2 separate regions of the Rattus norvegicus genome follow, and region 1 is linked to region 2. A link is a contact called in public Hi-C data. All regions are on one chromosome and are shown on one strand. Each heading gives the region's core, a stretch centred on a gene start, on an enhancer-like site or on the middle of the called end of the contact. The rest is flanking DNA. Distances are from core to core; before and after follow the strand shown.

Region 1 (2,700 bases), core at 39-2,538, 110 kb after region 2:
GGATTGGCTAACAGGAGGCCTCTGTAGGGAAGCAGTTTCAAGTTGCAGTCATCCTGGAGAAAGAAGCCGTGGTTCTTCATTTCTGTCTACACTAGTGTGATGGTTTGTATACGCTTGGTCCAGGGAGTGGCACTATTAGGAGGTCTGTGGCCCTGTTAGAGTAGGTGTGTCACTGTGAGTGTAGGTTGTAAGTTTCTCATTCTAGCTACTTGGAAGTCAGTCTTCCACTAGCTCCCTTCAGGTGAAGATGTAGAACTCTCAGCTCTGCCTGCACCATGCCTGCCTAGATGCTGCCATGCTCCCACCTTGATGATAATAGAATTTGAACCTCTGAACCTATAAGTTAGCCACAATTAGATGTTGTCCTTATAAGAGTTGTCTTGGTCATGGTGTCTGCTCACAGCAGTAAAACCTTAACTAAGACAACTAGTTTTAGTCAAAGGTTAATCACTTGTCAAATTCATACTTGGACTAGAAAGAAGGCTTCACCATCTCTATGGGTCTGAGACACTAGGGTTCTTAACATGGCTATGTCCATGTCAATAACATGTAACCACTCAGAATGTCTTCCCCTCCCAACACATTTTCTTTGATCAAAGGTAAGTAAGCATGTATTTTTCTGTATACTACTGGACAAGGTAAAACATGGTCCAGAAAGTAAGGCTAACTCAGCATATGGCTAAGCCTGGGAAATATGGACTCTTTAGTTCTTCCACATGAAAATGTCTTTATAAAAGATGGCTAGCTCATAGAAAGAATTCCTACTACTTATAGGAAGTAAAATACTACTACCAATGAAGCAAGGCCAACCAGAGAAGAATAGAACCCTCAAACCACATCAAGTGTGTAGTTGAAACTGTCAGGGGACTGGGAATCTGGGTGTCAGAGATTCTGAATAACTTGTTTGTGGTTATGTATATACAAGGCATCTGTGTCCACAAAGCCACAGATCTCGCCATGAATCAGTTCAGCTGCTACGAGGAGTGTGGAGTTACAGTTCCAGTGCTGGTCACTAGGCGACAGCTTAGTCACACTGCTAAACATGTAGTCGCCTGAGGGTCATCGGCTGTCTACAGCCCTATTTCCAATTTTCTACTCAGAAGGTGCCAATAATTCTGTACCCAAATAATAAACTGTCAGGGCTGTCTTCAGGAATGCTTTGTGCTTTGAGGGAAATGTTATGTGAACACTGGAAATCTTGTGTCTCTGCCACCAGGCTCTCAGTCTCCTACCCGTGTTTGACCACAGCTTTCATTGCTTACCTCTGTGCCCAGCTTGTTATGTGAGTGCTCATGTGGCAAGGGCTTTCCCGACTGAGTCATCAATCCATCCTCATGTCAGTTCTTACAAAGGAGAGTGCCCTTAGCTATTCCAGCCTGTAGCTGATCCTCCGTGAAGGTAGCATTGACAGAAATAAATCCTGTGAGAGAGTACAGTTATTTTCTTATATCTGTGCCCTGCTCCCTGCTCAGTGATAATTACACTTATTCCCCTTATATGGACTTACATATGTGGTTGAAAATGTACATACGTGTGATGTGTATATAAGTATGGAAAAGACTGAATCCTAATTTATCTGTGAGCTTAATTTATGAGTACCTGACAAGTTTTCCTTCACTTGTAGCTAAACCCAAGACTTTGGTCTTAGTTCTTTCTTTCTAGTGTCTAATGGAAGGTGAACAACCAGTCTAATTTTCCTTCCTCAAAGACAAAACTCACTTTCCTTTCTCTTGGAACCTGAAAGGAACCCATGAGCCAAGTGAGATCACCCATCCTGGCTTTTTTTCCTCATCTTCTTCCAAATCCCTTGTTCTAAAGAGAATGGTTTAAGGGCATTGAAGGGTTAAGGGATAAGTACGACACAATGGAAATCTGACCTCAGCCCTGAATCTCTAACCTCCATGGGATGTTTTGCTCTATGTCTATGTCCTTCTGAAATGTCAGGTAGTTTAAACGCAATTTCCCCATATAAAACATTGGCGCTGTTCCCAGAATGGATGAGAACTGGATAAAAGTAAGCTTTATTCTATGTATTCTGAAGGACAGTTCAGTCTGTGGTTAGATGTGGTTATTTACCTTGGATGGGTAGATGATAGATAGATAGATAGATAGATAGATAGATAGATAGATAGATAGATAGACAAACAGAACAAATCTACAAGTACATTTGTCCCATGGTCATAAACAAGAAATCTACTTATTAGTGAAAAAATGAATCCAGGCTTGCTGTTTCTGAGAAAACAACAAACATTAGCCCAGAAGTAGGGAGATGTCTTTAAAAGGCTTCTCTTTAGGAGCTTTCTTGGTAGTTTTCTCCTGGGAGGGAGCAGAGAGTGACCAGCCCCAGCAGGTGGGGGCAGGGTGGGAATAGATCATGCCATTTCTGTCCCTCCGTCCCTCTGCCCTTTCAGGGCACTATGGTCTTCTGTGCATTGCAGCTCACTAGTTCTCGGTTCTGACTTTCTGGTTCTGGTTTATTTTCTGCCACCCTCTAGCAGTCGGGGTTTGTCTGCAAGCTTAATACTACCCTACCGAGGCTCAGCTGGTTGACTCAGGTGGTACGTGTAGCTGTACATCAAAGGTGAGTACAATAAATCAGGGGAATGTAAGAAACAAAAGCAAGACTGGCTTCACATCCGCAGCATAACAGGGCAGGTCTTCAGAGGCCAGCAAACAGAGGAGCAAAGGCCAGGTCAAACA
Region 2 (2,700 bases), core at 69-2,568:
TGGGTCCTTTGCTCCCCTGGGATACTCCAGGAAGAACAAGCCCCTCTCATCTCCCTTTGTCTGTATCTCATCCTTGTCAGAACTATCACTCCATCTCACCGCATATGCCATTGCTGTGGGTGGAGCCCTGGCATCTCACCCAGGTTTGACCTATAACATCCAACAGGGATTTTAGAATGTATCCCTCACAGCTATTCATGTGTATCAGCTCTCCTAATTCTAATTGTAACCCTCTGGGATGGAAGGGCGGGGGTCACTGTCGTGACTTACAAATGTGCAGGTGGATTGGGTTCACTGGCTGGAAGAGGAGTCGTGGACAGAGCCAGAGCCCAGGCTTCCTGGCCCCAAGCTGCAAACCTAGTGCCCAGACCTTCTCCTCCATAATGTCTGATGGACAGACACAGACAGATGCACAGATGATGGAAGGATGACAGGCAACAGACAGAAACCTAGGTCCTCGGTTACATAGGACCATGATGTCATGGAGCACATGATGAACTCAATGGGGAGAAAGCTAACAGGCAGGTAGACACCCCAAAGTGTAAAGGATACGTACTGTACTGCTTTAGATTTCTGACTTTGAAATTATATCAGAATAAGAAGTTTAAAACTTGCCTGCCTTACTTAATCTAGTGCTATTGTCTGCTGGGTAGCTTTCTGCTCTTCCCTAGACTAGTCTGTCGAGGGGCAAACCACAGCGGAGCAGTGGCAGCGTCCCTGCAAGTCAAGTGTACAGTGGGCCACACACGTGACACCTGAGGGTTTGGGGTGCCAATGGGCAGACCCACTTTTGCCTTGATGTAGTTTCTGCTTTCTGTTCAACTTGGCCTTGAGCTCTTCAGGGGAAATCTTACAAGAGCTTTCTCTTTTCTCTCTGCTCACACCCAGTTCTTCCTTGAGCTGCATAACAGGCTCTGCACAGGAAGTTAGTGCCAGATGTCTCCTCAGCGTTCAAGTTTCTTTACCTGGGACTGAGCGACACCCTTCATAGGTAAACATCTCCTTACTTGAACCTCCAACTCTCCAAAGGCATGGCAGCCCACAGTGGGGTCGCACAGGAGAGAGGCAGTCCAGCTCAGTTAGCAAGGGAGCCCGGGAGGAAGGAGCGCGAGAGAGCAGGGCTGACAAGGGAAGTACCCAAGCCAGGAGGGGGTCGGAGTGAGGCCCAGGTCCTTGCACTACTGGGAGAAGCAGGGGTGGAGGGAGGGATGCTTGGACAGAGATCTGGTGGACTAAGTGCCAGGGAGAGGCTCTGCAAAAAGGAGAAGGGACGCGAGGCGGGGACTGGGCCGAGGGGCGGGGCCGGGACTTGCTAACTGGAAGGCAGAGAGGGCGATAGGCGCGAGACTGAGGAAATCCGCGCTGGGAGGCCCCGAGCTGGGGCCGGTGCTGCTGAGGGCGCCAAGGACCGAGGCGGCACGCTGAGCCCAGGATGAGGGCGTCGGTGGTGCTGACCTGCTACTGCTGGTTGCTGGTGCGGGTGAGTGAACCCGCGCCCCCTTCCCGAGGAGGCGCATCCTGCAGTGGACCGCTGGGCTCACCTCCGGAGTCCAGCAGGAGCGGGCAGAGCGTGGGGCCAGCGGAGACAGTCCAGAGCAGAATGCGTCCTACTGAAGCCTTACCGATCCCTGGACTGCTGGACTCACTGGCACTTTTCCTAGTCTCACCGCCGTCCCGGGTTCGCCAGAAGTGGGGTCCAGGTTCTCCTCGACCCCGGCTCCCGGGACGACCTGGGTCCTGGTCTGGCAGTGTCCCTGGAGTTGGGGACATCCCTAGAACCCTGCAAAAAAGAGTGGCCGCTGTCTGGGCCACCTGCTCTGGCTTTGCTTCCGAGGGAAACTGCTGTTACTCTGTGGTTAAATATTTCTCTTTCCATCTCCCGGTCGGTGTGTTTGTTTAGTATGTGACAGAGGGGAAAATGCTGTGACTAAGAAAGTTTCCTTTTGGAAATACTCGGTTTTTTCTTCTAAGAAAGCCAAAGGAACCCCTGAACAGAAGTTTGCTACATGGGTTGCACTGGTTTTATGTGGTTCTCGGGAGCTCTATTCTTTATTTGAAAACCTTTTTTAGGAAAGAAAAGAAGGGTTTAGCCTTACTTCTTACGTTTCCTTCTCTGCTCTGAGAACTGCATCCCTGTGGAGCTCAAGGTCTCCACACACATCTAGGCCTCCGGCTGAGGGAGCCAACCAAGCTAAGCGTGTGCAGCAAGAGGGGAGGCGTTGTTTAAGGAAATCCATCATTGTTGATGAAATTTCAGTTTTCTGGAGCATATCTTCTCCGCCCCCACGGGCAGCTGAGGGAAGCTTCACAACGATGCTGGTGAAGCCTCGGGATTCCATTCACTTTAACCTTTCAGATGTCCCCAGATTTCATTGTTCCCCATGTTCCAGGAATGTCAGAGATCGCAGGCCTTTAGCACCTTAAGTTATGATCCCATCAGTTCTGAAATTTAGACCAGTGAGTTGCTGTTGCTTGATCTCTGCATTTTGGTGATTGTGTAACTGGTAAATCCAAGGCGTCTCGGGTGGTCTTTAAATGAAGTGAACGTGGCAGAAAATCCAACCTAGAGTTTTGTCCTTTGATTCCATTAGGAGACTGTATTCCTTGTTGGATGTTAGCTGGCCTATATCAACTGTAGAACAACTAAACACGGTTATAGCTATACCTCACTGAGCAGGATTCCTTTCCACTACTGTCTTA

What was found. Hi-C and Micro-C count contacts between places; a contact is called where the count stands out from the background.
Region 1: a contact with region 2 is called in a Hi-C map of the A7r5 cell line, with 2.3 times the contacts expected there. The contact joins the enhancer-like site here to the promoter of Vipr2 in region 2. A contact is called at or near these places in 3 of 12 Hi-C or Micro-C datasets (the A7r5 cell line, the Rat2 cell line and hepatocytes).

The regions. Positions count from the first base shown.
Region 1 is chr6:143,249,388-143,252,087 of GRCr8, forward strand. No RefSeq gene overlaps it. Among named protein-coding and RNA genes, the nearest start is that of Dync2i1, 81 kb to the right of the region's middle. Within about 2 kb of position 1,289, at least 2 of the 93 cell types and tissues checked have an H3K27ac peak or open chromatin away from gene starts, as enhancers often do. A contact at or near this core is called in the A7r5 cell line, where this site is marked.
Region 2 is chr6:143,143,205-143,145,904 of GRCr8, forward strand. Vipr2 (vasoactive intestinal peptide receptor 2) reads left to right here and starts at 1,319. Exons shown (of 13, transcript NM_017238.2): 1 at 1,319-1,480. The coding sequence starts at 1,433.